Linked DNA regions of Mus musculus: all the other regions are linked to region 1. Evidence: chromatin contacts called from public HiChIP or PLAC-seq and promoter capture Hi-C data. All regions are on one chromosome and are shown on one strand. The core of a region is the stretch at or near the end of the contact, and the rest is flanking DNA. Distances in the headings are between cores, read along the strand shown. Region 1 holds the start of Il22ra1 (interleukin 22 receptor, alpha 1). Region 2 holds the start of Nipal3 (NIPA-like domain containing 3). Region 3 holds the start of Hmgcl (3-hydroxy-3-methylglutaryl-Coenzyme A lyase). Region 4 overlaps Stpg1 (sperm tail PG rich repeat containing 1). Region 5 holds the start of Grhl3 (grainyhead like transcription factor 3).

What was found. HiChIP or PLAC-seq counts read pairs in DNA pulled down with a chosen protein or histone mark. Capture Hi-C pulls out chosen DNA fragments and counts their contacts.
Region 2: a contact with region 1 is called in an HNF4G HiChIP or PLAC-seq map of pancreatic cancer cells. The contact joins the promoter of Nipal3 here to the promoter of Il22ra1 in region 1. A contact is called at or near these places in 9 of 39 promoter capture datasets (the C10 cell line, the HPC-7 cell line, cranial neural crest and 6 more), 13 of 115 datasets of contacts at active chromatin or transcription factors (astrocytes, craniofacial prominence, embryonic basal ganglia and 6 more) and 2 of 9 other capture datasets (adipose tissue and liver).
Region 3: an H3K4me3 HiChIP or PLAC-seq map of embryonic stem cells shows a contact between it and region 1, with 4 times the contacts expected there. The contact joins the promoter of Hmgcl here to the promoter of Il22ra1 in region 1. A contact is called at or near these places in 6 of 484 Hi-C or Micro-C datasets (the G1E-ER4 cell line, cardiomyocytes, embryonic stem cells and 2 more), 2 of 115 datasets of contacts at active chromatin or transcription factors (embryonic stem cells and pancreatic cancer cells) and 1 of 9 other capture datasets (pancreatic islet).
Region 4: an H3K4me3 HiChIP or PLAC-seq map of intestinal crypt epithelium shows a contact between it and region 1, with 7 times the contacts expected there. The contact joins the enhancer-like site here to the promoter of Il22ra1 in region 1. A contact is called at or near these places in 9 of 39 promoter capture datasets (the C10 cell line, the HPC-7 cell line, cranial neural crest and 6 more), 2 of 15 datasets of contacts at CTCF or cohesin (large pre-B cells and pro-B cells), 6 of 484 Hi-C or Micro-C datasets (bone marrow-derived macrophages, cerebral cortex, embryonic stem cells and 2 more), 7 of 115 datasets of contacts at active chromatin or transcription factors (embryonic basal ganglia, embryonic midbrain, embryonic stem cells and 2 more) and 1 of 9 other capture datasets (liver).
Region 5: a contact with region 1 is called in a promoter capture Hi-C map of liver. The contact joins the promoter of Grhl3 here to the promoter of Il22ra1 in region 1. A contact is called at or near these places in 3 of 115 datasets of contacts at active chromatin or transcription factors (embryonic stem cells and pancreatic cancer cells) and 1 of 9 other capture datasets (liver).

The regions. Positions count from the first base shown.
Region 1 is chr4:135,724,520-135,730,528 of GRCm38.p6, reverse strand. Il22ra1 (interleukin 22 receptor, alpha 1) reads right to left here and starts at 2,370. Exons shown (of 7, transcript NM_178257.2): 1 at 2,267-2,370. The coding sequence starts at 2,309.
Region 2 is chr4:135,491,831-135,497,839 of GRCm38.p6, reverse strand. It overlaps Nipal3 (NIPA-like domain containing 3), which reads left to right and starts at 3,262. Exons shown (of 12, transcript NM_028995.4): 1 at 3,262-3,410. Stpg1 (sperm tail PG rich repeat containing 1) reads right to left here and starts at 1,853. Exons shown (of 9, transcript NM_030189.3): 1 at 1,694-1,853.
Region 3 is chr4:135,943,125-135,949,133 of GRCm38.p6, reverse strand. It overlaps Hmgcl (3-hydroxy-3-methylglutaryl-Coenzyme A lyase), which reads right to left and starts at 2,686. Exons shown (of 9, transcript NM_008254.3): 1 at 2,594-2,686. The coding sequence starts at 2,653.
Region 4 is chr4:135,515,656-135,521,664 of GRCm38.p6, reverse strand. Stpg1 (sperm tail PG rich repeat containing 1) reads right to left here. Exons shown (of 9, transcript NM_030189.3): 5 at 2,223-2,393. Among named protein-coding and RNA genes, the nearest start is that of Stpg1, 23 kb to the right of the region's middle. Within about 2 kb of position 3,299, at least 18 of the 459 cell types and tissues checked have an H3K27ac peak or open chromatin away from gene starts, as enhancers often do. A contact at or near this core is called in intestinal crypt epithelium, liver and trophoblast stem cells, where this site is marked.
Region 5 is chr4:135,570,967-135,576,975 of GRCm38.p6, reverse strand. Grhl3 (grainyhead like transcription factor 3) reads left to right here and starts at 3,344. Exons shown (of 16, transcript NM_001013756.2): 1 at 3,344-3,568. The coding sequence starts at 3,552. Gm30888 (a long non-coding RNA gene) reads right to left here and starts at 3,396. Exons shown (of 3, transcript XR_390832.2): 1 at 3,328-3,396.

The DNA of each region.
Region 1 (6,009 bases), core at 1,121-3,620:
ACAGTGCCCTTCCCTCAGTCCAGACCTGGCCTGTGGTGAGAAAGAATGGGCAGAAACTAGCAGCAGAGCTGCCCTGGCTCTGAACGCACTCAGAACAGCCTGGTTGGCAAGGGTGGGAAAGAGACAGGTGCGGAGCTCTGTGCAGGCCTTGAGAACATATGCTTTTGATGTGTGTATGCCCGCCTCCTCCACGATTGACTACAGCCACCAGCGGCCAGACGGGCAGAGAGGAGGATGGCTATTCTTACAGTCCAAGTCTGCATGGATCTTTCAGGAGGGATCTGTGGGCTGCAGGGGTGAGGAGGGCAGAAGATGGGAACGGCCCATCCCTACAGCTGCAGGTCCCCTGGTCACACCTCCCTGAATCTGGGTCAGTCTGGGGCAGCAGCTGTGGCCATCTTTGTTCTCCAGTCCTCCCTGAAGCTCACACAGTGGGACCTCGGGGACAGGGTTCGAGTGTTCCCACTACTTTTACCCAATGTGACATCTGAGCCGAGTCGCCCTGAGATGTGAATAGCATTCTGCTTGGATCCTGGGCTGAGCAGATGCGAGGCCAGTTCTAGAGCACTCTGCTGGGGTTCATAGGCTGGGGTTAGAGAGACCAGCAGAAGGAATGTAGGCTTGAACTGTGGCCTTTGGGTGGACATGGGGGTGAGCCCCAGGCAGGAGAGAGGGGGTAGATTTGAGAGAAGGCTGGGGTTTGTCTGCAGTGAGTTTAACCTCCCCTCCTATGGTTAGACTCTGCTGCAGAGCATGCTGGTACTAGGACAGTCCTGAGTAGGATGTCTAGGCTAGGAGAAGCTGGGGGCTGAGGCTTGCATACCCCAATAAAGAATTGGGGGGGGGGACAGCAGGGGAGGGGAGGAACGGAGGAGGGTTTTCTGAAGTGGGCTAAGTGATCTTGGCAGAGCCTCTCCTAGCTTAGGGCATTAATCAGCCTTCTTCTCCCTCCTCCTCTTTTTCCCTCTTTAAATCTGTCCACTTCCCCGCCTGTGTTGTCCCTACACTTCCTGGTTGAAAGTCTACATTGTGAAACCTGGAAAAGGAGACCTGTGGTGGGGAGTCTGGCTGTCTGGCGGCTTTATAAAAGACAAGTTTCACATCTGTGTGGAAAAACAATGTATCAGCTGCCCTAGGAGCTAAGGAGAAACGCACCATCTACAGTGACCTGGAGCCAGCCAGAGAGCTGGGGCCGGAGCCTGTGTCTGTGGCTAAGGCTAGGGTTCTGCACCACAGGGCTCCTTTCTGCCCCCTTTTCCCTCCATCTTAATGGGTCAGGAGATCCATGGCTCCACCCTGGGATGTAAAAGAAGATGCTTCAGAGAATTTGGGGACTGCATCTAATCTTCGCAGTCTGCCAAGGGCTGGAAAGAAGCTTTGCCGATGCTAAGGATGCATACACACTGTTTGGGCAATAGGAGCCAGAGCAGTGCTCTTGCGATCTCTCTCTGTCTCTGTCTCTCTTGTTTTTCAAGATAGGGTTTCTCTATCCCTGTCCTGGCTACTCCCTCTGTAGACCAGGCTGACATCTACCTGCCTCTGCCTCCTGAGCGCTGGGATTAAAGACCACCTGGCTGCAAGTGTGTGTCTTTAGGGACCGTATTATGCACTACTAAGCAAGAAGGTCCATGAGATGGCTGGACCATTTCCTTCCAACATGCCTCAGCCCTGCCTCCTGAGAGAGAAGCCCTGGATTCCATTCAGGAGAACAGATCAAGCCCCTGTCTCATGTCTCACAGGTATGAACCCCAAAGTTTATTTGATGAGACCTGACAGCCATAGTCCTTAGTCGCATTTGCACGGACACTCTAGTGACTTATTGCAGCCTTCTGGCGGCTGCTGGAGAGACCTGTTTTTTACTGATCCAGCCAGAGGGGCGTGAGGAGACATGGATGGAGACAGTAGCCTGACACCAGCTTTATCTAGCCTGTTGTCCCCTCTTGAATGATAAACAGAGCATGAAGCGGCACCCCTGAGGCCAAGACTCTACCTACTCAGCACCCTGAGTTCAGACAGCTGGTCAATCAATGTCTGCATACTTGAAGGTCAACTGAGACCCTTTAGGAAGCCAGGTCTGGGGTACTCTCTTCTCTCCAGCTACCTGGACCAGGTCATCTCCATCTCCAGGAAAACTTGCCACCCAGTCCAGTGCCAGCCGGGAAGAAAATGAAACTGGCTGCTAAGAGACTCATGGGGCAGGAATAGGCAACTGTGCTCCCTAGCTGCTGGGGTAGGAGGATCTGAGGACAGGTCGAGAGGTACTTACCGGCCAGGGATCCCACCGTCAGGATGGTCAGTAGTGTCTTCATTGGGTCCCTCCAGGGCCCCTTCGGGCCTCGGCTCTGGACCCCTGCACAGAGGCTGGGGTGTGTGTGAAGTCTTGCCGCTTTGGCAGCTGGCCCCGCCCAGCCCAGGGCGGGGAGAGGAGAGCAGAGTAAGACCTGGGCTCGTGGGGGCAGGGGTACAAAGGTGCCTAGTCGGGTGCTGAGGAATTCCAGGACCTGGGCGAGATCCAAGGGAGGTTCCTTTCTTGGGTGCAGACAAGGCACCAGCAGCGGAAGGGCTTGTTTATCTGGTCTGGTGACTGATTCATCCCAAGGCCCCTGGTGGTGCGGCCGTGCACCAGAGAGTTAGGAAAGGCAAGGCCGAAGAGCAGTCTTATCAGTCCGTAATTGGCTCATATCAAAGCCTGCCCCGGGTGTGTTGCATATCGTCTGTCCTAATAATTCCATTACAAGAGGATTTATCCCAAGGAAAAGAACAGGACATGAGTAAGAGAATACCTTCAACAATGACTTCTTGGCTTGATTCTCGCTGGTGGAATTGCAGGGAGCTCAGTGCGCCCTTTTCCTCCCCGGGGGCTGAGCAGTGTGGTTGGAACAGCCTCCTCCTGGCAAGGCTGCTGAGGTGGGAGGCCCAGGCAATCTTCAGCCGGAATCTTGGACAAAGAATCTATAAAAGGGGGTGGGGGTGCGGGGAGGGACTGGAGTCCAGATGACTCAGTGGGTAGAGTGTTTTCAAGCAAGTGTGAAGACCCTCAGAACCTAAGTGAAGGTGGATTGGACAGATGGACGTGAAGTCCAAGTGTCTGTAATCCCAGCACTTCTGTGAGTGGATCGAAGGCAGAAACAGGGGGATCTCTAGAGAGCGGTGGTTCTCCTAGCCTGCATTTGCAGCAGTGGGCACCAAGTGATGCTGTCTCAAAGACAATGGGAGCTAGTACTGATGCTTATGGCGTCCTCCAAGCTCCTCGCGGGAGTCTGCGCCCGCTCACACAAACGCGCATGTGCAGGCACACAGAGAAAGGGAATCTTAACAAAGGGGGATTCTTCCTGCCGCATTCGAGGGGAGGCAGTGGGGCAGGACTTTAGATTGGAGGATGAAGGTGGAAAATGCTTCCCCAGCTCTCTGCCACCTCGAAGAGCCGTCCCGGACATCAGTGTCCATGCACACCGGGGTGGACCTCGTTGCCGGGCCCCGGAGATGATGTAAGAAGCTATTTGGGTTAGGTTTAGGGTGCATGTGATAAAGGTCCATGCTTTGTAGCACATTTGCCTGGCCCCATTATCAACTGCAGAACCAGGCCAAGGTTCGGGTCAACCTAATTCACTTCACATGAGAACGCAGTAAGTCACACTGAGCTGGGCCCTTGGCCCTGGGATCAGCGTTTTAGGCGGAATGGGTTCTGATCCATGGGAACCTGGGCTTAGTTTTCTTCTCTGTGTTATAACCGTGAGCACTGAAGCTCTGCTCAAGTGTATCTAACCCGAGAGCCAGATCTTTGCTCTCCATCATTTGTAGAGACGACATTTCTCAGCATTGCCAGCTGCGTCCTGATAGGCTGAGGCCGAGGGAGGCTCTGGATGCACGCTGGAGAAGCCAGGTGCTTCTCATTCACTGTGACCCCACTGGGTGGCACGCCAGCAGCGGCTGTGTCTCCTCTGGAATCCTTCCAACCATGTTTTTCCAGCCCTGGTACTGTCCCAGTTTGTTCTCCGTGCTGAGATAACCACCGAAGCTGAAAACACCGTGGGAAGGGTTTCATAGCTCACAGGTTGCAGCCCAGCACTGAGGCAAGCCAAGGTAGGAACTCACACAGGGCAGAAACCTGGAGGTGGGAGCTGACACAGGAGCCACAGAGTGGTGCAGCTTGCTGGCACGCCTGATGGAGAAAAATCACTGGTGGTGTTGCTATTACCATGCTTGAGATTCCCTCCTGTCAAGTGACCCTACTCTATGTTACACTGACCAAACCAAACCAAAACCACAACAAACCAAAAACCAAACAACAACCAAACCAAACCAAAACCAAAATGAAACAAAGTCAACCAAACAAAACCAATGCAAAAACAAACAAAAGCAAACAACAACAACAAACCAAACCAAACCAAACCCAAATCAAACCAAAAACAAAAAAAATAAACCAAAACAAACAAACCCAAAATCAGCCAACCAAAACAAAACTCAAAAGACAACTGAGGACACAGGTATCAGGCCCCTTTGTCCTCTCCTATTGGTGGAAGGGCGGGATAGCACTTTTCTGTGGGGATGCTGGCTGCTTCCTAGTTATGACGGGACCCACGGTCTCTTTTCACTTGAGAACCAACTCCTTTGTAGTAAAGTCTCTTGGCAATGGACTATGGTATAGAAAGGGGCTTCAATGACTTTAAGGACAAGCTGGGGTAGGAAGATTCCATCCTGAGGCCTGGGTTACAGTGTTCCAAGAAGACCCATGGTGAGAGGCGACAGTGGTATGCCGAGATGACTGGCCAAGAGGACAAGCTGCCAGAAAGGCTTTCCTTGGGGTTTCTGTGGTGCAGAAGAGGAAGGAATCTGATGTTTTCTCGCTCTGTCTAGGTCTGTGCAGGAATGAGGGCAGGTGTCCCATTGACTGTGTGCTCGCCATAGCCTAGAATCATCTGAGGGATTCTCAGCTGAAGGATTAATTGCCCAGATCAGATTGGCCTGCAGCCATGTCTGTGAAAAATAGGTTTGGATAATGATTGGTATGGGAGAGCCCAGCCCACTGTGGGCAGCACCATCCCTAGGCAGGTGGGCCTGGGTTGTGTGAGGAAGCCAAGCTAGCTGAGCAGGAGCCAGTGAGGAAGTCAGCACTCAGAACTCAGATCAGGACTTCAGGGATAGGCTGTGGCCTGGAAGTGTAAGCTGAACCAGCTGCCTTCCTTCCCAGGTTGCTTTTGGTCATGGTTTTCATCACAGCAACATAAGGCGAACTAGATCAGGAAGTAGAATGTTAGGGAATTTGGGCTCTGCAGGGAAAGACACTTACTACCTAGCCAAACAACCTGAGCTGGATCCCTGGGAGCAACTCACACAGAACACAGCAGTTCCTACTGAACCCCACACTCAGCTGCCATGGCACACATGGCTCCCACAAGCACACATACAAACCAACAACATAATTTAAAAAGTAAAATTGAAACACTATCTTGTGTGTGTGTGTGTGTGTGTGTGTGTGAGAGAGAGAGAGAGAGAGAGAGATCCCACAAGAGCAAAATGGCACTCAATGTTTCAAAATGGGGCTTTGGTTAAATAAATAATGGTTTCCATCCAAAGTAAGATGCAATGGTTACTCTTGATTGTCAGCCTCGTTGGATTTAAACCCACTGTGATAGGGGAAGGGGATGGCCCCATAGGACAGATATTTGAACACTTAATCACCATGGAGTGAAACTCTTTGTTAGGATTAGAAGGATTAGGAGGTGTGGTCTGTTGAAGGAAGTATGTCACTGGGGGTGTGCTTTGAGTTCTCAAAAACCCATGCCAAGCCCAGACACACTCTCTCCCTGTCTCTCTGTGTCTCTGTGTCTCTGTGTGTGTCTCTCTCTGTCTCTCTTGCTCTGTCTTTCTCTGTCTGTCTCTCTCTCCCTGTCTCTCTGTTTCTCTCTATGTGTCTCTTCTGTGTGTCTCTCCCTCTGTGTCTTTGTATCTCTCTTTGTCTCTCTCTGTCTCTGTCTCTCTGACTCTCTCTCTCTCTGCTTGTAGATC
Region 2 (6,009 bases), core at 2,013-4,512, 230 kb after region 1:
TAAGTCCGTCTAGAACTTTCTTCTTCACTGTGTGTTCCTTGATGGATTCTTCTTCGCGAGGGCAATTTGTATAATCTAAGATTTTAACATTTAATAAGATCACGGGAAACTATGGCTTTAAAACATTAAGATATTTCCAAACAGCGATCAATACTGACCAGAGAACAGTGCCTTTTACTGTCTCTGAAAGCAGCCAGTATTCACTAACCGCATTGCCGTGTGACCTTGCTGTTTTAGTAAGGACCATTTTTTAGCCCTCCCGTTAAGGACGCTGCTGTTGGAGAACGCTGGGAATGGTGTCTCATGAAGACAAAGCCCTGGTTTGTTCGGCAGCAACAGCAGTGGGACGTGTAATCCAAGCACTTTGAAATAGAGGCGAGAGGATCAGAAGTTCAAGGATAGCCCGATCTACACGCTGAGTTCTAGGCCAGCTTGGATCATATGTCCAGACCCCTATCTCACAAAACAAAGCAACAGGGCTGGAGAGATGGCCTAGTGGTGAAGGGCACTGACTGGTTTTCCAGAGGGCCTGAGTTCCATTCTAAGCATTCATATGGAGGCCCCAAGCCATTATATAGCTCCAGTGTAAACAGACCTGATAATCTCCCTTTCCTGGCCACCACAGGCACCAGGCCTGTGTGTGCTACAGAAACAGACAGACAGAGAAAAATATCCATATTCATAAAGTGAAAATTAATTTTTTTAAATGACAACAAAAAATTTTGGAGTGATGTTTTCTCCTTTAATGCCAACATGAAAAGGTGGATGGATCTCTGTGAGCCTAAGGCCAGCCTGGTTTAAATAGAGCTTTCCAAGCTAGCCAGGACTACATAGTGAGACTTTGTCTTTAAAGAAAAAAAATTCGGGGCTGGAGAGATGACTCAGAGAGAGGTTAAGAGTTCAATTCTCATGAACATGGCAGCTCACAACTATAACTCCTGTTCCAGGGGCAATCTGACAACCTTCACACAGACACACATGCAGTCAAAACACCAATGTACATAAAATTAAAATAATCTATTTTTTAAAAGTTGCAAGAGATTTTTAAAATTATGCTTCTCACGCAAATTATCAAATTTTTGGAAAATTTTAAGAAAGTATAAAACTGTCAAAGAGTACATTATTCTACCACCAGAAGGAAACAAGTATCTATCTTGCTTTCCAGTCTTCCATGGAATGCTGGTACAGTTGGTAGAGAACAGATATAACCTAGCTCTGCCCAGGATGCTGCTTGCCAGGTGAGCCTCCTGCACTTGATGGGTCATGACGGATGGTCACGGTCTAGCCTGATTTCCTCCAACTTGAAACATCCCTACTAAAGGATAGTGGAAGGCACAGGAGATTCAAAAGACCTTTCAAAGCCCCAGGAGATTGACCCATTAGCTATTTTGCTTGGTGAGAGAGTGTGTTCAAGGCCTACATGGAACTGTACCAACTGGTTAGTGGCTTCGAGAAGCCAGTCTCACCCTTTCATTTGGCCAAAATGGAGTCCAGAATAAAGACTTGCTGAGGAAGACGCGGGAGTACCAAAAGGGTTCTGTTAGAGCTGGCTCTTGGAGGTTCACCCACCGCCCAGTTCTGAGACCCCCTCAAAGACTGAAGTAGGGGCATCAGATGTCCAACCATTCACCGGGCCCAAGGGGGAGCTCTTTTCACGTTGGTACACTGAGGGCTTAAGCTGACCCACTCGTACCCCAAGTGGCACCTTCTGGCATCCGAGGCACCACCCAACTGGCCACAGAGATTCCGCACGCACCCGGAGTATGGAGGTCTCCGTGGGTGTCCCATGGAGTGCGCGGAATCCTCCTCAAGACCTCAAGGACCGGTCCCTTAACAGGAACTGGTTCCTAACTAGTCAATCTATCCCTCCCGCCCGGTCGCTATGGCAACCACTGGCCTAACATTCCAGAGTCCGGCGGCAGGCAACTGGCTAACTAGCCAGGGGTGTCCTCTGTGTCTTTAATGTGAAAAGCTGTTGACCAATCGTTGGAGACGTTTCAAAAACCAACAAAAAAAGCTACCAGAATTTTGGGGTTCGGATTGACAATGCTAAGGAGAACCTGTTAGGCAGGGAACTAACTATTAGGGTTTTTGTTTCTGGGGTTCAGTTCCCTTTTCTTGTTTGTTTGTTTGTTTGATTGTTTCGGTTTTGTTTGGTTGTTGGGTTTGTTTGGTTTGTTGTTTTTGTGACTCATCGAAGGAATAAACCCAAGTGTTCCTACCCATCCATCCACACCCTGAGTGTGAGAGCAGAAAGGTCGATGACATAATTCCCCAAGGGCAACCGTGCAGTATTCCAAGAGCCCCTTACCCGTTTCACCGCAGCCACAGTGCCTAGCCACAGCCCGGCTTAAACCCACCAGCGTCTTCTTTAAAATTATGGGATAGTCCCCTGTTAGAAACTGTCTCCCGCTTGTTCCTCAGATCACATCTCCTGCCACCCACGCCTCAAGAAAAAAAAAAAAAATCTCGCACCGACCCAGTTGGTCTTTGGGCATCTCCCATAATACAATATGGCAGCTCCATCCTCTCTTAAACTCTCCCTCCCAGTTCTACCGCGTTTCCATCGCTGAGGTCTCCCCAATGTCATTTCCTCGTAAAACCTGTGTGATCTCAACATCTCCCCCAGAGGTTGCTGTGCGGCTCTGGACTGAACGGCGCGTGCTGAAAAATGAGCGCGCTGGAAGCTCCACGCGCAGGTTCATGCTCACAGCCGAACCCCTGGGAAACAGCAGCGGGCGGGGGAGGGGTGCGGGGGGGGGGACGGGACTACTAGGATGATTGACAGCCTACCGGGGCTGCTGAGCTGCAGGCGTACCGGGAAATTAAGGACGCAATACAGCCAACAGGTGGGACGCAGGCGCAGGAAAGAAGGGGTACGCACGGTCCCCGAGACGTGTCAGGGCTCTGCTGGGTTTCGATACTGGAGCTACCTGATGGAAGCAGCAGGGGCGCCGCCCGGGACGGTCGGTGGCAGTTAGCGCAGACTGCGGGGGGACACCAGGCGGGCTGCTTAAGCCCAGCCTACTTGTCCGGCAGGTGGAGGTGAGCAGCCATAACTTGGGGACCAAAGCAGCCCGGACTTCTTCCTTTGGCCGCTAGAGGGGACTCCTCCAGGTGAGTGTCAGGTCGCCCCTACGCTTCAAGCGAGCTTGGCGACGCAGCCAATTATTTCAGGATGTCCCGCCCATCCCCTCCCGACAACCACTCGCCTGCGCAGAGGCTTCGCCAGCTTGGGACTGGCAGGCAGTGTAACAAATCAAGTCTCCACCTTTGAAAGCAAAACACTGCAGCCCCTTGGAAACTCGGAGCTGGGAAGGGATCCAAGAGGCTGTACCTAGGGGTGGCACGGAGTGTCCGAGTCGCTTCTCCGGAACCTGGGATAGGTGGATCTAGAAGGAACGTCCCGGGTGAGTCACGGTCATGACTGAGGGAAGGGGTACTTGAAATCAGGCTTGCTGTTTTGATCCCCTAGTATAAATATAGTCTCCCTTGTTGTTGCCAGCCTTGTCAGTTTGGGTTCTGTTGCCTCCGATTTTTTTTTTTTTTTTTTTTTTTTGTCTCTTCCATATTTTCAAGGAGGGTGGGCACGGGTTTGCCTTAATGAAGGAGATGCTGGGCGTTACCAGATGAGGAAGTGGAAGGCCAGTACTGCCGGCTCCAGCGTGCAGGAAATAGCCGGTGCGACTGGCAGGTGGATGGAGGGAGCTCTGTGCTTGGTACTGAAACAGAGGTGTGTCTCTCCGAGAATGTCACCCCTCAGTGCTCAAAAGCCCCGGGAAAGAAAAGCTTGGCATGAAACCGACGTTCTTTGGTCAAACTGAATCGTCAGGTGGTGACAAGACCTCCATGCACGCACGCGGGGGGGCGCGCGCGGACACACACACACACCCTTGTTTTTAGTTACAGCCAATTTCATGGCCGCGAGGCTGTTATGCTCGCTGGAAGACTTGCTCGGTGGGGTTAACGGAGTTATTCATTTAGATGAGGCCGGGGGATTCGAGTGGAAGCAAGCACTTTGTGAATTCTCTTGGGTCAGTGACCATAAACTGTGACTGTGATTGTCAACACTGGCTTGGCTGTGTGCCTCTTGGACATATGTCAGCCTTGGACCAACAATAAACCATCACCAGGCCAAAGTGTGAGCCTTATAAGGGAATGCAACTTACAGAGTCCACGGAGGCTTTGGGGTGATGCTACACGGCAGTTCAAGGAGAATCTTCCTCCCTCTGTCTTTGGGTATTCAGAGCTCTGGGGGTTCCCTGGGTAGAGAGGGGAGTTGAAGCTACTGTTTAAAAGCCAGTGACTCAACACACACACACACACACACACACACAGAGGGGTGCGGTGGGGGGAGACAACCTGCTGTCCTCCCTAGCTGGTTCCCAAGGCCTGTTTGCATTTTCTGACATCCTGTGGGTGGGGCTGGGTATATCTGTTTGTGGCCATGGGTTCTGAGTAAGGCATTCTTTTTTTAAACCACAGTGTATCATGGGCATTACATTTGGTCGAGTGGGCATCTATGCAAGTTACCTTGCCAGGCTCTGAGCTAGGTTTCCAGGAACAGCAGAGGACCTGACAGGTGCCTTCAATCCAGGGCCCCCTCAACTCCAGGCTGGAAGCAGCCCTAGGTCTCTCCCAGGTAGAAGGAGCTCTCGAGCACCCCCATATTAACGATGTCAGGACAGAGATACAGACATTTAACACAGAGTTGCTTTCACACACATGCAGTCTAATCCAAGAGTAATTATAATTATGCCCTCCCAGTCTTCCCAGAAAATTATGGTTCCCAGTTGATCCTATATGCATTGGATCTAACATATCAAAAAACATATGGGAGGCATCTTGCAGAAATACTGTCTCAAATGATAGCAGCAGCAACAACTTAACTTTAGGCCCTTTGACAAGGTGCAACCTGGGCAGAGAGGTCTTCATGGCTGCCCTGTACTAAGCTGGCATTTGGTGTCTGTGCCTGTCTGTCTTGTGACATCAGTGCATGCTGTTGCTTTTCCTAGGTGTGGAACAGGAGGTAGAGGGAACTAGAAACTATGTGATGCGCAGGTTTTTAAAACCTAGGCCCTCAACTCTTTCTTGGGTAGATGCCTGGGAGCTAAGAGCATAGATGTATGAATGAACCCTATAGGGTTACACTGGGGAGTGGGCCCACAAGATGGCTTAGTGGGTCAGGGTAGTTGCGGTTAAGCTTAATGAGTTGAGTTCAATCCCCAGGACCACTATGTAGGATGGAAGGAACTGGCTCCACCAAGCTGTCTTCTGTGCACCTTAGCACACCACATCCCATCGGATTTCCGCGCAGCCCGTGGCACAGAAACATGAGTCACGTTTTACAGCTAAGGAAACTGGCTTAAAAGCTGGGGGTAACCTGGCTGAGGTACACAAGGTAGCACATGTCAGATCAGAAGCAATCCAAAACATGTCAAGAGGCCATCGGGATGGCTCAGCAGGCGAAGACAGCTGTCAGGCAAGGCTGGAAGCCTGAGTTCAATCCCTGGAACCCACTGCGGGAGGAGAGGACTGACTGCCACCACCTCCACAAACACACGACGACCCTCAGACACTCACATACGTGACGATAACACATTAACAACTACAACGTGAAGTATAGTAAACAGTTTGCACAATAGAATAGAATATAAATTCATATGATTTTTGTTTGGTGCTTTGTGTGGGGTTATTCTGTGTGTGTGTGTATATATATATATATATAATATATATTATATATAATATGTATAATATATATATATATATTTGAAAGCATAAGGCTGGATAGAACCTTTTAATACAGTGTTAGGGTTTCCACTGTGAGCTCTTGGATTTTCTCTTCTCTGTTTGGGAGACAAGTGTGAGAAACACTGAAAACAGCAGTCCAGTTAAGCTAACAGGGTGATCTTTATCCCTGCTTCAGCTCAAAGCCACAATTTACAGATGAGATGCTGAATCACCCAGAGCCAAGCTGACCCGGGCATCAGGCCCCACCTCCCAGTACAG
Region 3 (6,009 bases), core at 1,437-3,936, 220 kb before region 1:
ATATCCCTTAAGACTGGAGTCACCGATGGTTGTGAGCCACCAGGTAGATTGTAGGAGTCAAGACCAGGTCCTCTGGAAGAGCAGCGATCATTTTAAAGCAGGGAGCCATCACTCCAGCCCTTCCCCCACACCCAGGTAAACATACTGCAATGGGTCAAAGAGAAAGATGCCATGCATGCCAAAGTTCTCCAAGCCCGTGAAGACCTTGAGGAAATCAACTGGAGCTCGCTTGTCAGCGCACCTGAAGCGGCTTTGGGTTTTAGCTGGAACAGTTTCTGACAAGCACCTGAATTACAAGAAGTCGGCAGGGCGCTGGAGAGGTGGCTCAGCAGTGAAGAGCACTGGCTGCTCTGCCGGAGGACCTGAGTTCAATTTCCAGCAACCACATAGCAGCTCACCGTTGTCTGGAATTCCAACTCAAGGATCCAACACCCTCACACAGACAGACAGACATGCAGGCAAACACCAATACACATAAAATTAAAAATTAATAATGACATTAATAATAATAATAATAATAATAATAATACAACCCAAGAAGTCGTCAAGCTGAGTGAAAGGTCCATATAACGACGTCTCCCTCCAACAGACTGTCAGACTAAAAAGACCTAAAACGCCCAGAGGGGCGCGAGTGTCACAGGTCAGGGACTGGATCTGTGCATTGCTCTTCCCAAGGCCCTGAGACATAGCAGAGGCTCAGTGAGTACACACTGAAGCAGAGCCTGCTTCCAACTTCCTTTTCTGGAACACAGTGAACTTAGTTCCACTTCCTCCAGCACACAGCTCTAAACACAACAACCCAGCCAGGTGTGGTGGCTCGCGGCCCGAGGCCTGAGGCCCAGCGCTTGGGAGATGGAAGCAGGGGGAATCAGAAGCTCATGGCTGCTTTCAAGTTGCTACACAGCAAACTTGAGGTCAGCCTGAGATATGTGAGAAATTTTTAAAAAGCCCAGGGTCGAAGAGATGGCTCCACAGAAGATCTGAGTAGGGTTCTCAGACCCAAGTCAGATAGCTCACCTGGTGGTGCATGCCTTTAATCCCTTTAATAATCCCAGGACTTGGGAGGCAGAGGCAAGTAGATCTCTGTGAGTTCAAAGCCAGCCTGGTCTACTAATTGAGTCCAGACAGCCAAGGATGAGTAAGCCTGCCTTTAAAAACCAAACCAAACCAAAAACGGAACAACCAAACCAAACCAAATGAAATAAAAGTGCCATCTTGTGCCATAAGACTCATGAGGGATCATTTCCTCACACTAGTTTGTAAAAATTATCCCTAGCTGGGCATGGTGGTCCATGCCTGTAAGCCCAGAGTCATAGCAGGCTCTGAGTTTGAAGCTAGCCTGGTCTATGTAGTGAATACCAAAGTTATATAGAAAGAAACTTTGTCTTAGATAGATAGATAGATAGATAGATAGATATTATGACCCACCATGTTACTTAATTCTCATTCTCTCCCCCTCTCCCCCTCGGGTTTATTTCCTTAACTTTTCACGTTGATATTTGCCTTTTCATTTGATCCCTGAGCAATCATTGGAAGTGGGTAGACTAAAGATGCAGAAGTGGCTTTCTTTTTCTTTCCCATTTTTTTTGTTTTTGTTTTTTTTTTTTTTTGTTTTTTTTTTGTTTTTGTTTCTTTCGACACAGGGTTTCTCTGTGTAGTCCTGGCTGTCCTGGAACTCGCTTTGTAGACCAGGCTCCCCTCGAACTCAGAAATCCGCCTGCCTCTGCCTCCCGAGTGCTGGGATTAAAGGCGTGAGCCACCATGCCCGGCCAGAAGTGGCTTTCTGGGCTTTCTGAGAGGCACCCACGAGCTGCAAGGAAAGTAGTTTTTCCAAGTGCTAATACAATGCCTAAACTCCCCAACATAAAATCGTAACAGCGCCATCACAGAGCTGAGGGTGTAGCAGTGACGCTGGCGCTGATCGCTCCTAAGTCCAACTCTCACAAAGCACCACCACCGACTGACTGGTCACTCACTAAATCATCCTGAGACTCTGCATTTTACGTATAAGCAAGCTGAGTACACACCTCTGTCACTCAGCCTAGAAAGTGGCAGATCACCCGGACACCAGTTTGCGGTTTAGCCAGCACAGCTCTTTTTGCCCCCCCCCCCTTCCTTCAAATAACTGCGCGTGGTCAGAATGCCAGGACCAAACATGCCCAAAGGACAGTTCTGAGGGAATCCCTGTCCGGCCCACGCGATCCAAGTTCTCCCCAGGCGTCCATAAAAGCAACAAGGGCCGAGTAAGGCGGCAGACAGGGATGCTTGTGTTTCCCACACTGAACACTGTTTTCCACTAATGAAGGGCCGGAGAGATCCGAAGCTCAAATAGGGGAAGGAGTCAGGGTCACCGTAAGGGAGGTAGGACGCCCAGGATGGTGTCCCCGGTCTCCACAGTCACAGCGGGTCGATTCTCTTCCCGCCGCCTCAGTTTCCCCGTTTCTTGCAATGGATCTGAGCCAGACCGGCTGGGTCCGGAACTCTCAAATCCTCCCGGCAACAGTCCCTCGAGCGGTCCCGCTCCTCCGCCTGTCACAGCAGCTGAGGAGGCCCGCCCGATCCCATGACTGTCACCCGCCTGGGGAGCACTTACAGCCCGGAGGGACGTCAAGCCCACCAGCCTCCGCGGGAAAGCCTTCCTCACTGACGCCATCTTCACTCCGGAGGCCAACCCACTGGGCACCACGTGACCGCCGATCCCTCTGTGGGCGTGGTTAGGGCCGGAGGCGGTGCATCGCTCCTCTTGTGAGGCTCCCAGTTTGGTTCCTCCCCTCAGCCTGTCTGTTTTCTTTTCCTACTCCCCTCTAAGTAGCTCTACCCTCCAATCATGCCCACTCCATGATTTTCTGAACACGTGTCCCATGAAGAGCCATGACATTTGACAGCCCATGTGTAGATCCCGAGATTTTTTTCACCTCCACCTGCTTCCCCCACGTCTTAAATCACGCCCGGTTCCAATCCAGGGCCATTTATCTGCCTTCTGAAAGGCGTTGTGTTCCCAGGGCGTGTTGGGGTTGAAGATGACTGGGAAGCTGGTGGGCCAAGCCGATGGCTCCTTTAGTCTTAAAGGAACAGGGAAGGCAAGAAGGCCTAGGTTAGCGAAGGACTGCTATAACTGTGGGCTTCTAGGGGCTACTACTGGTGCTCGGGTGACTTGTGAAACCCTGAAGCTAGCCATTAGGAAATCATTGTGTCCCTGTGTATACACTGTCTTACTTCCTTCTTGTCTTCCCGTCCTCAGCCTCAGTGGGGAAGTCTTCAAATGACTAAACATGCGTGTGCATCATGCAGAATGGCGCAGATCCCGCCCCAAAGGTTAAGGTCACAAAGTAGAATATAAAGGTTCACTGTGGAGCTGGTGAGATGGCTCAGCGGGTAAGAGCACTGACTGCTTTCCCGAAGGTCCCGAGTTCAAATGGTGGCTCACAACCACCTGTAGTGAGATCTGGCCCTCTTCTGGTATGTCTGAAGACAGCGACCATGTACTTATTAAATAAATCTTTGGGCCTGAGTGAGTGGTGGCCGACTAGAGCGAGCAGATGTCCTAAAATTAAATTTCCAACAACCACATGAAGGCTCACAACCATATGTACAGCTATAGTGTACTCATATACTCCATGTAGACCAGGCTGACCTAAACTCAGAGATCTGCCTGCCTCTACTTCTGCCTACTAAGTGCTGGAGTTAAAGATATGTGCCACGATGGCCACCAAAGTTTTAAATTATTACTAGTGTATTTACTTCATGTGCATGGCTGTTTTGCCTACATGTAAGTCTATGTAGAACACCTGTGAGGCCATAAGAGTGAAGCAAGAAAAACATCTTTGCTAAATCCTGACCTGACCTTGGGCTGACATTGAGGTCAGCTTGACCCTCAGGCACTTACAGGAATTTTTGCTAACCTGCTCTGGCCTGCTTTTGTAACCACAAGGCTTTCTGCTCCCATCAAGCAAAAACAAACCTGTCTCCACCTCTACTTTGTTTTTTTTTTAATATTTACTTATTTTATGTATATGAGTACAGTGTAGCTGTACAGATGGTTGTGAGCCTTCATGTGGTTGTTGGGAATTGAATTTAGGACCTCTGCTTTCTCCGGCCCACCCCACTCACTCCTGCCCAGAAGAGGCCGTCAGATCTCATTACGGGTGGTTGTGAGTCACTGTGTGGTTGCTGGGATTTGAACTCCGGACCTTCAGACTCTTACTTGCTGAGCCATCTCACCAGCCCTGTTTTTTGGTTTTTGTTTTGTTTTTGTTTTTCCGAGACAGGGTTTCTCTATGTATCTCTAGCTGTCTTGGAATTCACTCTGTAGATCAGGCTGGTTTCAAACTCAGAGATCCACCTGCCTCTGCCTCCCAAATGCTAGGGTTAAAAGTATGCGCCACCACCACCTGGCTCCCTTTTTTTTTTTTTTTTTTTCCCCAGACAGGGTTTCTCTGTATAGCCCTGGCTGTCCTGGAACTCACTCTGTAGACCAGGCTGGCCTCAAACTCAGAAACCCACCTGCCTCCTTATTCTTACTAAAAGTTCATATCCTGTCATGCTTGCTAACAGCCATCACAGCTACATCAATGAGAAGTACCAAAGTTGTGCCTTTCCCCTTTATAAGCCCCCTGCTCAGAGTGTAAGCATGCAATATCAGCACTTAGGAGCTAAATGCAGGAAGATTAGGAGTTCAAGGCTAGCCTCAGCTACATGGTAAATTTGAGGACAGCCTGAGCTACATGGGACTCTTGTTTTAATTGTGCACTGTAGCTGTATTCAGAGACACCAGAAGAAGGCATCAGATCCCATTACAGATGGTTATGAGCCACCATGTGGTTGCTGGGAATTGAACTCAGGACCTCTGGAAGAACAGACAATGCTCTTAACTGCTGAGCCATCTCTTCAGCCCGGTGGCACGTATCTTTAATCCTAGCACTTTGGAGGCAGAAGTAGAAGGATCTCTGTGAGTTCTAGGCCAGCCAGGACTACAAAGAAAGACCCTGTCTCCAAACAAACAAACAAACAAACACAGGTTCAAAAATAGAATGGGGTCAGTTAGATGGCTCAGTGGGTAAAGCACACCTGAGGCCACAATTTAACATCTGAGACGTGATTCCTGGAGTGCCTGTGCCTGCAGGCACACACATGCACACGCTGGAACAGAAAGCATTCTTAGGGCTGAAATGATACTGAGAACAAAACCTACATTGGAAAGGAAGCCAAGAGGCCTGGGATGGCAGCCTGCACCTGCAATCCCACTGGAAGAAAGCAGCCACCTCTAGGTGGAGTCAGGCCCTTAAAGGGTTTAGCCGATGTGGCAGGATCTGGCTAGGGGACACTCCTAGGAAGATGTTGTTTTCCTTCCTAGAATTCCCACCCCTAATGCAGTCCCCACTGGCCTTGTAAGCCACCATGAGGTCTAGTCTCCACTGGATCTAGTCTAAGCCCCTGACTTGAGAGGTGTAGTCGCCTCCCACAGTCCCTTCCTCCTCTTTTTTGGCAGGACCATTTCTTGGCTCTCGGATGCTGCTCCAGAGCCTAAGCTGCAGGGAGGCTCCCAAACAGTTCGGGTTTCCTTGTCCTTTTTTACTGGGCTCTGGTCCCTAGGCTGTGGCTGCCTCCAGGCATCTGGCCTCCTGCCTTATCTCTAGCCAGGAGCCTCGATATTGGCTCAGTCTCCTCTCCATCCTCTTCCTTCCTTCCTTCCAGGAAGCTGTGGGGTACACAGCTCATCTGCCCTAGGCTTCTTTCAAACTAATCCATTGCCCTCAGCTTTGGTTTGAGTTAGTTCTTTGTGCTTACAACTCTGTTTGCGCTTGTTCTTAAATTTTATTAATGAAACTGAGAACCCCAAGAGGGCACCCTGACTTTCCCAGTATCATATGAGGCTCCACTGGGACCTCCAAAGACTCCTGGCAACTCATCTCCACTGCGTCTTAATTCTTTAATTAGCAGAGCAAATGGACTTGCTCCTGAACCTCTAAACCACATCACTTTGAAGCTGAGGCAGGAAGATCCGGCAAG
Region 4 (6,009 bases), core at 2,050-4,549, 210 kb after region 1:
CTCTCTCTCTCCTTGGTCTGTCTGTCTGTCTCTGTCTTTCTCTCTCCTTGGTCTCTCTGTCTGTCTGTCTGTCTCTGTCCCTCTCTCTCCTGTCTCTGTCTCTCTCGGTCTCTCGTCTCTCTGTGTGTGCGTGTCTCTCTCTCTGTCTCTCTCCTCTCTCTCAGTCTCTCTGTCTCTCCTCTCTGTCTCTCTCTCTGCATATGTGTATGTGGTGTTCCTGTATATGTACGAGTGTGTGGAAACACTAAGCTGGGAAACTGAAGGCAGGTATACCTCCACACTCTCCCCATACACATCTTAGCATCTCCTACTGTGAGCCGGAATCAGGCGATCCATTAAATACAGTGTTCTGTGAGGAATGAATGCAAGGACTTTGTGATTGGAGGTCCAGCTGACTCCGCCCATGCAAACCCCTGCTGCCACCATCACGTGGTCATCATTAGGGTCCAGCTATTCCAGGGGAACATTCTAGAACAGCATGACCAAGAGAGTATCCACAATCAGCCCTGGAAACTTGACTGATCCAAACTTAAGGCAGGCTGCATAGAGCAGATACACACCAGACTGCAAAGACTCCCCTCGAGATGGCTCATTAGTAATCGCCTATCATCTCTGTGTGATTGGTGTCAAAACAAGGACATCTTGGATCTGCTGGGTTAAGTGAGCTATATTACCAAGTTAACTTCACCTGTTCCTTTTTAGCTCTGTACACTGCTACTAGAAATTTCTAAATGACCCAGCTGTCCTCCATCAATTTGCTACTGCCAAGTCCTAACCTGGTAGTTCCCCTCTCCCTGCTGCCGCCCTGTCCTCCGCTCTGCGCATTTTACAGTTGACCAGCTTACTCACACAGAGTGGGCAGAAGCCATGTGGATAATGGTGACTTACAGACCGTCTTTCAAGAGAGGCCCTCGAGAATGAGGTATCTGAGAGCAGGCTTTTGAAAAGCAGCCCTTCGCCAAGTTCACCAGAATTCTGTGTGGGCCACACCCTGACTTCAGAGCTTTCGCATGGGTTTGTGGTCTGCCTGACTTTCCCCCACAGCCTCCCAAGACAAACGTCATTGATTTTATTTTACCGTTGTGGCGCCACAGACCCCATGACTAACCAAGGACAGCTCCCCCGCTCCCCTGAGGGCTATTGCGCAGGCCTTTGTGCCAGGTGCTGCTCTCATTCCTTAACCTAGGTTCTCCTACTGAGTATCTTCATCAAATCTGGTAGACAAACACATATACCCCCCCATTCTACAGATCAACAAACTGAGTCTTGAAAAGACTGGTGGAGCATAGGCAAGGCATAGATAGTGGCAAAATGGAGACCTGAGCCCAAACTTCCTTCAGGTACCCTTTCCCACTCACCCTATTCTGCCTAGAGCACCAATGTTAGCACATACACTGGAGCTTGTGTGCACGTCAACACACTTAGATACTTGCTCCCTCACACACATTTGAGTTCACATGTAAATACACACACACACACACACACACACACACACACACACACCATTCCAGACACCTTTCATTTCAACACTGAGGAGACAGAGACAGGTAGAGATCTCTGCTCATTCGAGGCCAGCCTTGACTACACAGCAAGTTCCAGGACAGTGAAAGTTACATAGTGAGATCTTGTCTCACAACCAAAGCCAGCAGCATCCGGAACATTGGCAACTTTCAGATAATAAAAAGAAGCTGGGTTTTATCTTATCAGATTCTAAAAAGTAAAGGAATAATGTCGGTGGCTGAAGCAGTACGTATGTATATACCTGCTATGCCAGGGGACAATCGCGTCCCTGACACACTAGTCTACACAGGGGTGAGTGGGAGAAGCGGGCTTCTTGAAGCCCCTGCCACCCACCATCGTTACCTACGATTCAGATTCTTGCAACCACGGTCACCCCGCCCCTGCCCCAGCATGCTCATAAATGCTCACTGTCTGACCTCCGGTGTTAAAATCCTGTTTCCCCGGGCTGGTGAGATGGCTCAGTGGGTAAGAGCACCCGACTGCTCTTCCGAAGGTCCAGAGTTCAAATCCCAGCAACCACATGGTGGTTCACAACCATCTGTAACAAGATCTGACGCCCTCTTCTGGAGTGTCTGACAGCTACAGTGTACTTACAATAAAAAAAAAAAAATCCTGTTTCCCCATGCCTTGAGCCCCTCCCTGCCCCGTTGGCAGCCCACCCTCTCCACACAGACACTGGACAAGGGCAGCGGTGACCTTACATTGTAATGGTTTGGGGCAGGGGTTTCAGATTTTTCCACTTTCATGAAGCTTGGCAGCTGGAACATGCTGGAACAGGAATTGCTGAAGTCCTTCTTGGAAGCCAAGTCTGACCGGATGGTATACGCGTTGGCAGCGGGATTTTTAGAAATGATGGGGCCCAGCCGGGCACACTGAGGAAGAGGAGGAGGATTAGCATTGCCAATCGACCCAGGGGCCGGGAAAGACAGGTCAAAAGCAAAGGTCCCTGACCATTGTTATTTGCTTGTTGGTTTGCTTGTTTGTCTGATTATTTGTTGATACAGGGCCTCAGTCTGTAGCCCAAGTCGACCTAGAGCTCACTGTATATAGCTCAGGCTAGCTTCAGCCTTACATAGGCTAGCCTCAGCCTTGGAGCCTTCCTGCTGCCTCGCTTTGGGAGTGCCGGGGTGTGGGGCACTAGCCACCATGCCCAGCTTACAAGCATGTTTTTCCTTAAGAGGCGAGACCGTAGCAGGTGCCAGGGGTAATCAGACCTCGAGCTTTGAGGGCTCAATCTTGGGAAATGCAAGTTCAGACCTGTTCCAACTTCTGTAAACTAACTCAAAGTATTCGTCACCTGTTTGGGACCTGGAGAGAGTGACTTTCCTGGCGTCACATTTTCACAGTGTCCTGTGCCCCACCACTACGCCCGCCTCATCAGCTGTGGGGTGACTCCCGAGACAGGAAAGGTAAGACTGCTCTCCATGGCGTTCTCATGGAGCTGCTTCAGGGAGGGACAGGGAGGCTCAGAGAAGGCCGCTTGCTCACGCCTCCTCTCCCTACTGTGTTCTTGCCGGGTTTAGTGGCACACACGTGTGGTTCAGGATTCAGGAGGCAGAGACAGGGTGACTGCAAATTTGAGGCCAGCCTGAGCTACACAGTGAGACACTGTCTCAAAAATAATAAATAAATAATTATCACCCAGACCAACAGCAAATAAACAGCAATAAAACCCTAAAAGACCTATGCTTCAACAGAACCGATCCCATCCCTTCCGGGAGAGCACAATAAAGTATTTTCAGTTCAAAAACAAACACAATTCGTGTTTGCCAAATGAATGGGGGCAAAAGTCACAGAAACTCGATGATAACATCTCTTTGCCCTATGACAGCGTGGCTGGTATTAGAGTCTGATAAAACAAGAGCGTTCCCATGGCTTTACAGTGAAAGGCTCGGGAACACTGCCGTGGGGATTCTCCATTCCGTGGAGGTTAATAGCCACATACACACAGGGGAGAGGGCTCGTGGGGGTGGCTCTCCACGGTGGTATGAGGGTAGGAGTTTCGGCAGAAGCCAGGCTGTGCTAGTCTGATTCTAACCCGGGTTCAAACCCAAGCTCTGGTTGCGGCGCTCCCCAGTGTTCTCAGCAGCAAAGACTAAACCTGCAGCAGCCTTTGGTTTTTGGCCAATCCTTTACCAAGAAATTCAACTCTGCTAGTAAAGTGGTGTGGGACCGACATGTTCGTTCAGCCAGGCAGTCTTGCCTCCATCTGGTGACCAAGATCAGCCATGGCGTCCAAAAGAGAGATCAGCGGGCTCTGCCCTAGAGAAATTGCGAGCGTTTCTTTCCCATCCTGGTGTCTTTCTTGCCTTCAGAGATTTATTGCTTTTATGTTTGGGGGCTGGGGTGGGGTGTTCTAGAAACTTTCCAGTGACACCGAGTTCGCTGAGGTACCATAACAGGATTAGTGTTGGCAACACCCACTCCCCTGCATTTCTCTGTCAGGCCTGTGGTCTCCACTCGACCCCATGCTGCCACTGGAGAACTTCTCCCAACACATATGAAATCCACTGTGCAGTGGCAACCCAGAAAGGCCACCAAAGTCCCCACCCATCTGCCTCATTTAGCTTCCTGGTTGTAGAAGATTCTAGAATAAAAACTCGGAATGCCTTAGTGAGGTGGGTGCTTTATATCATTTGAACTTTGAGGGGTGACAAAAGGTTGGGTGTTGTCCCCATGACAGTCATGAGGAAGTGTGTCGCGTTTATAAGCCCACGGACATTTCGGGGTGGCCTCACCCTGAACACATTCCTCCTGGGCTCTTATGATCTCCCTCTGAGGCGGGAGGCTTGAATTCCCTGAGTCTCCGGATCCGGAAGTGGGGGAAAGGCTCTCTGTCTCTCATTGAGGTTGGACAATGTGGGCTGCAGCCAGGTATTACAAACCCTTAGGACCCCCGTCCCAAGGAACTCACACATTTACAAGTGTAAGGCTGGGGCTCAGACATCCTAGCACTTCAGGAGAGGGCCTGGACTCTATTCCTGGCACCCACATCAAGCATCCAGTTTCTAGGGACCTGGTGCCCTCTGCTGGCCTCTGCAGGTATCTGCAACTCCTTTGTGCCTTAGCTTCTCCGTCCCTCCCCCGACTCAACACACATAGTTAAAAACAAGCCTTGTATTTAAAACAAGAAATATAAAGCTGAATCTTAGGGCCAGCGAAGGGAGAGACGTCCCCCCTCTCCTTTCTTCTGGGTCATTTTTTTTTAAAGAGGTGAAAGACCTGATTGGATTGTGTAACACTCTGATCTACCAGGGCCTTCTCTCTTGGGTGAAGAGTTAGTTAAACCACTCAAAAGTCATGGCCAGTGAAGCCTGGCAGCGTCCTGATCCACTGGGCACTAATCCAGACCCTTCATGGTAGGGTAGTAGTGTACAGTCGGCCAGAGGAGTTCTCAGAGAGAAGCCAGGCGCTTTGGGCAGTCTGAAGGGTGACTCTGGTACTGACAGAGCTAGCTAGCTCCTGCTTGTTTACACTGCTCAGCAATTTCAAAGTCTTTCTCACTGCAATTCGCTCAGAGCCTCCAGGGAGTCTCTGAGGCAACTGGTATGTTGAAGGGTGGCGTGCTTGAGGTCACATTCAGGCTCCACGGCTGAGTCAGGATTAGGTCCCCAGGCCTGTGGCCAATGCTGGGGCATTGTGACGTGGCACCTGGATGGTTGCTTTGGGGTCTTTCTCCTGACGCGGAGCTAAAGACCTGGCTATCCTGTGACTTTGCTGAGGGCTCCGAGACCATGAGCCTTCACTCCAAAGTCAGTTTGCTCCTGAAAATTCCCCACTGCAAACCAACCCAACCCCCAGCAAGAGGTGGCCGCGTTTGGTGGGCCCTAAATGGTCCCTTTGTGTGAGATTAATAAGAAAATGATCCCTGGTGTCAGGCATTGTATCCATCTATGTAAGAACTGTCCCAGCCTTTACAGGGACAGGCAGGCACACGCATTCTATTGATGTTAGTCTCTGACCCTGCTTTTCGCCGACGCTGCTCCACCTCAGGCAACGTTGCTCTGGCTTGGCTCTTTCCCGCCCTTGCTTCCCTTAAGGCTGAGGCTGTAGCTTAGTGGTAAGAGCCTTGAGTGCCATCCTCTGCTTACACACCAAAACAGAAGGCAGAAGAACACAGTCTTCACTCACGTCTGCTCAGGGTCAGGGCTGTTGCATTTCTATGCTTGACTGCAAGAGTCCTCGACAAAGATGGAGTCCCAGGAAGGAACAGGAAGATTCCCGTGTCTCAGGCCCCATGTGTGTGTGCTCTCTTCCCCCAATTTCTCTCTCTCTCTCTCTCTCTCTCTCTCTCTCTCTCTCTCTCTCTCGGACTGTGTGTTCTCCCTCTGTCTCTGTGTGTGTGTGTCTCTGTCTCTCTCTGTGTATGTCTGTCTGTCTCCCTTGTTCTGTGTATCTGCCTGTCACTGTGTGTCTGTTTCTGTCTCTCTGTGTGTACATGTGTGTGTGCACGTGTCTGTCTGTCTTTCTGTGTGTCTCTGTTTCTCT
Region 5 (6,009 bases), core at 2,095-4,594, 150 kb after region 1:
GGTTTACAAGCATGCACCACCACACCTGGCTTTTTTTTTTTTTTAATGTGGGTTATGGGGATAAACTCCGGCTATGTTTGCACGGCAAGCATTTTACTGACTGAATCATCTCCTTGGCCTTCAGTCTTGTCTCTTTATCTCCACCTCTGCCCTAGGAAGGACAGGAACCCAGTGGCGGTGTAGTCTGTAGGCACTCATTTTGGCTTAATCACTTTCTGGGGTGGGGGTTGGGCGATTGCCAAGGATCAAACCCAAGGCCCACTAAGTCTTTACCACCCAGCTCCGTGCCTGGCCTCGTTCAAAGGTGATGGTGCTGCGGGACTGTGTGGAACCTCTTAGCTTGCATTAGCAAGCTCAACACAGACTACTTGGCGGGGAAGGAGAGTCCAATCTTGCCATTACAGTTGCCACAGAGCACCTCTGTTGGGCATTCTACACTTCAATATCTCCTTATAGGCTAATAGGTATTCCTGAGATCTGGGTAGTCATGGAGACCTGGGATTTTAAGAGGAAGGGCTGTTAGCAAGGCTGTCCCATTGAGTGTTGCTGTGTGGTAAGTGACCCTGGGGGCTGGTGCTTATTCAGCATAGTGGTCCTAAGGGGGTGGGGGGTGTACCACACTCTTCTGCAGGAAGTGAATCGTAAGTGGTCATGTGCAGCACAAAGCGATTCAACTTGTGAGGTTGGAGCATGGTTTTGTACCCAAATACAGATGAGGAAACTGAGGTTGGTCACTGGCCCAACCTTATGGTGCTGATAAGGTGCCCGGGCTGGGACTCAAACCCAGCTCTGTGTCTTCTATCAATACTATGCCCTAACAGGGGTAATTTTACACGGAATAGCAAGCTGTCATTACTTAGTACTGTTAGTGGATCTAATTGTGTTTCATCTGATTGGCTGGTCTATGCTTATAATTTCTTAGAGCAACCAAGAGCTGGGATGTCCATGCAAGGGCAGTGATGCCAGCCTCCCCTGGCCCTGGGCTGCATCATACCCCCAAGGACTAGGAAAGGCAGGCAGCCAGACTTGGGCAATATCACTTCAAAATCTTGGCCTCTTTGAGCTGTGGTGGCAAAGGTCTGTGTTGGCCTTGTCACATGGCTGGGAGGACTCCCGGAACCCTGCACACCTGCTCCTTGCATCCGTGGTACCTATCGGGGCACCTTCTGGAGGCTTCCTGTGTAAGGAGTCACAGAGACCCTCTGATGATCTCTAACAATGGCTGTGAGCACAGAGCCAGGACCCAGAGAGGGAGAGGACCCGTTTATAAAGCCCAGCGAGCACAGACATGCCACCCGAAATCCCAGTGTCTCCCCCCACCCCCCCACAAGCTCAGCAAGCATGAGTCACACCACATCCATTGCAACACGGCTGACAGAAACTCTCCAGCCTTTCATGAGGTGAGTTAGTCAGGGAGAAGACTACAAAGAGAAGTGTGCCATCCTTTGGGCTGCCGCGGGCCTGCAGTTCTTCTCAGCACCGTGACTGCTGTAAGCGATCGCTCAGAGCCAGTCACTGCTCACATTGCCGCTGCCTTCAGCTATAGTGAGTGATCTGCATCCCGGTCCCCTCATCTCACGGGATGATAGCAAAGTGCCTGACTCACTTTGGGTATTGACATGATGCATAAAGAAGGCTTGGCACGATACCTGATCTACGCAACATTCACAGCACCTACTGGGAGCCAGACACCTAAGCCAGTGCTGGAGAGTAACCAAGGCAGACAAGGCCTCTTGCTCCTACGGAACTCACGTTCCAGAGGGAAGGGAGATAGACACCTGATGATGTGAGAAAATCCGGAAGGGCTTTGCAGGGAACAGAATAAAGCCATGTGAAACCTGAGGGCTGGATGTCTGTTCTCACAAGCATTACTGGAGAGAGAGCTAGCCGTGTTAGCAATCACCATGGTCCTTAGCTAACCTCAGGGCTCCTTAGGGGTAGCCCTCAAACAGATTCCAATGGGAAAGGACTCCGATCAGTCTTCAAGCCCGGTAGCCCATCCTAAGCAGGCCCTCCTGAGTTATCAGATAGGGCTTCTCAGGGTAAAGTCACCTTTCCTCCAGAGGAACGCTCAAGGTGAGGTACCCAGGAAGAATGAGCAATGAACTGGGGGTGGAGTGGGGGGGGATGGTTGGGAGAGTGGGGGATGGGGAGAGTGGGCATGGGGGCGGGGCTGAGGGTATTGGTAAAAGAGTAAGCATGAGATTCCAAGATTCGCAGCTTAGATCTCTTTTCCTATGAACCCCATGGAAGCTCTCTGTTTCTGCTGGTACTTGTGGGCATTTGGGGATGACCACCCTAGGTTGTTCATAGCCCATCCCCCACCATCCCCTCGCCTAAGAGGCATCTCCTGAGTGCCTAGCACAGAGCACTTACAGTGTACTGGCCAGCTAAGACTCCTGAGGCAACCACCTTCAACTTTTCCATCCTTTCTGGGCTGGCCAGAGGCATGTGGTCTGCCCACATCCCGTTCAGATTGGCATCGCACAAGATGAAAGGCTGCCCTGCCCTAATTCCCTGATTCCCCACCCCATCTCTCTCTCTCTCTCTCTCTCTCTCTCTCTCTCTCTCTCACACACACACACACACACACACACACACTCATGCACATTGGGGGAGGGGGGGCTCCTCCTGAATAGAAACCAGCATTTTCTTTCCCCGCTATTGCCCCAGAACCCAGAGCGAGGAGACCTTGCACACTCGGTACTTAGTAAATGTCCCCTGTCAACTGAGGCCACCAACTTCAACTCAAGGAGTAGCTAGTCTCCCAGATGACTGAACGGGTCTCTGACACTGGCTCTCACCCTTAGGCAAGGCACCCTGCCTCTCCAACCTACATTTCCTCGATCACCTGTAGAGGGCATGGGGTTGGTTGGGGTGGAAGGGAGAGTTGACAGAAAGTCCTTCCTAGCTGGTTACTGGGAGAATAGGAAGAAATCACTTAGCTAACAAGACTAGAACCTGTGGTGTTTGTTACCCGAAGGGGAAAGTTCTGGAGAAAAGAGAGGGGACTCACAGAGAGCTACCTGCTCTCTTCCGTGAAATTTTCCGGGTAGAGAAGGTGACTATAAAGAGATATGGTGTCTGTGGGGAGATGTTTGTGGGATCCAGGATCCGAGCGATGAGATGGACAGAGATTTCCCTTTGAGCCAAGTACCTGTCTGTATTTTTCCTCTAGTTCTCCCGTTCCTTCCCAACGTTTGTCTCCTCCCTTTTCCCTCGTCTCCACCCCCTCACCCCCTCAGCTAAGAAGGAATTGGCCGGCTCCACCCAGTCAGCCCCCCGGAGCTCCGCCCCTGCTGGTGGGCCAAAAGTTAACATCTGCACCTGCTGTGGTCTAGCTGCAGTCGGCACCTGTGCTTCCAGCCAATCAGCGCCACCGCAGCCGGGGACCGCTGTCAGCAAAATCTCAACATCCAAAGCGCAACGTAGAGCAAACGCTTCCCCGGGCAGGAAGGGAATGTCTGTGTCAGAGGAGAATTAAGAGACGAGTGGTCAGCAGCGCCTGCGAGCCAACCAGAGACGGATCGCTGGAACCTCGGAGAAGGAAGATGTCGAATGAACTTGAGTGAGTAAAGCCACGGATGTCTGGCCTCCCGGCCTCCCCAGCACACCGAGGCTGGCTGGGATTCCCTGCAGAGGGAAGAGCAAGGGAGGCCGGGCGCCCGGATTCACACGGCAATTTGTAAGGGTGAATGAATGGGCTGACGATCCTGCCTTAGCGTGTTGAGGCACGTTCAGCTCTCTATCTAGAGCTGACTGTTTCCCTGGGAAAATAGTTTTTCTTTCTCTCTGTGCTGAGCAGTTTCGAGGAAGGCAAACACCCGGGCTGCCTGAAACCGTGAATCTTGGCATCGCTTTTTGATACTCTGGAGGTGCCTTGGAAATCAGAGACACTCCCGCCCCAGGGAAGCTTTCTCTCCTCTTGCCAAAGGGAACGTCTTGGAGGTGGTTCTCAGAGCTGTCTTATGCAAAGAGTTGAGTTTCTCTAAAGGTCCTTTATGTTGAGTTGGAACAGTCCCAAGCGATCTGGCTACTATAGTGTAATGGCTGTATACATGGGCTCTGTAGTGGCTTTCCTTAGGTTCAAACCCAGGCTCCGTCTCTCCTCCGCTGTTCATTCTTAAAAAGTCGTTGGACTTATCTGAGCTTCATTTTCCTGATTTGGAAATTTGGAACAAGAGAACTTTGTAGAGTTCTTAGGTGTGCTGAAAGCTGTAAAAATGCTTACCAAAGAGAAAGGGGTCTGAAGTTGCGTTCAATAAATTGTGGTCAGTTTTATCCAGAGGCAGTGCTAACGCTGGGGAAGCCGAGGACTAGATTTTGGTGAGGTCATCTGTGTTGTCTGGCGAGAGGCAGGTGCATTCCTGCCCACATCTGGGATCTAGAATCCCTTGACTGGCTGACGCTGACCTCACTCTCAGCCTCAGTATCAGGTACAGATGTTGGAGAAGACAGAAGTCGAGGGTGTGAGTCGCTTTAAGTTGTGGGCAAGGAGCTAGCAGGAAAGAAACAGACTTCCCCTTTCTCCCCTCTTTAGCAGTGACCCTCTTGTTGTTTCCTCCCCTTCTCTGTCTCTCTCTTTGGAGCTTTTCCTCAGCAGGTTAAGAACTCAAACGCTTGCAGGCAGAATTGATGGGTCCTAACTGCAGACAGGAACCCATGTACCGGCTAGCTCTGGGGTGTGTCCGGCTTGAACAGCCACATCTACTGTCCAACCACTATGGTTACAAGCATCAGGTTTCTTTTTTAATAGATTCTCAGGACACTGTTTTGACAGTTGAACCCCAATTAAAGTAAAAATAGAAACACAGTGTTAGGGCCCAGATTCAAGCCCCAACCCCTGAACTTATTATCTGAGTGACCCAAGCCTGCATCTCCTGGACTGTGCGTGCTGTGACCAAGTGGCAGTCCTTACAGGGTTCAGTTTTATGACAGTGATTGATTTAAAGCCTGTTAGGGAACATGCTAATAATGCCTTTCTCCCTTTGTGGAGACATTAATAATTGGGCATTTCTGAAGCTTTCTTGCTTTTTATTTTTCTATGCTTTACACACACACACACACACACACACACACACACACACACACACTTGAGACACACGTCTCCAGCACACTCACGCATGCCAATTACAGCTGCCTGCGGAGGCTGCAGAGAGAATCTTTTCAGGTTTCTCCTCAGGGGCTATGGAGAAGCTGGCTTACGGAACAGGTTTTCTGCTAGTGTCCTGAATGGTTTGGGTTGGAAGTCGGATGGGCTGACAGAAGAGGCTTCTCCGTTCAGGAAAGCCTGTGCCTGCTGAGTAATGCAGGTCAACTTTGAAGCTACCATTGGAGATTACAGTGATTGACCTGGGGGCTCAGCCACTCTGAGAACTGGGGAGTCTGAGGTTGCCTGTGAGTGTGTGTGTGTGTGTGTGTGTGTGTGTGTGTGTGTGTGTGAGAGAGAGAGAGAGAGAGAGAGAGAGAGAGAGAGAGAACATGTTGTGGGCATGCTTGAGTGTGTGTGCACACACACGTATATGTGTATGGGTGTGTCTGTGTGTGTTCGAGTGTGTTGTAAGTGCCTGTGGAGTCATAGGTTTGAGAGGTCCTGATGCCAACAAGTGCCTGTGAGTGTGTGTGTGTGGATGTGTGTTTTAAGCTGCTGCTGCTGCTGCTGCTGCTGTTGTGGCCTTGTTCTTACTGTGACCTTGGCTGGAATATCCTACTAGGACAAGCAGACATCTCCAGCCCTCAGAGAATAAACAACTTGTCAGCCCTGGGGCATTAGTGAAAAGTCAGGTCCGCATCTGCTTCAAATCAAACTGAGTGAGTCTGCCCTTGCTGACTCTCGGCTTTCTCCTGAGTGAAGTGTCCACTAAGAACCCACCTACCTGACAGGGAAACACTGAGCTGTGGTGGCAGACCACCTCCCCACCCCACCCCAGCGCGGTCCTAGGCCTCCACAGGGAGGTGGCCCTGGAAAGGCTGGCCAATGTAAGTCAGAAACCAGCTCCAGGCAGCTGG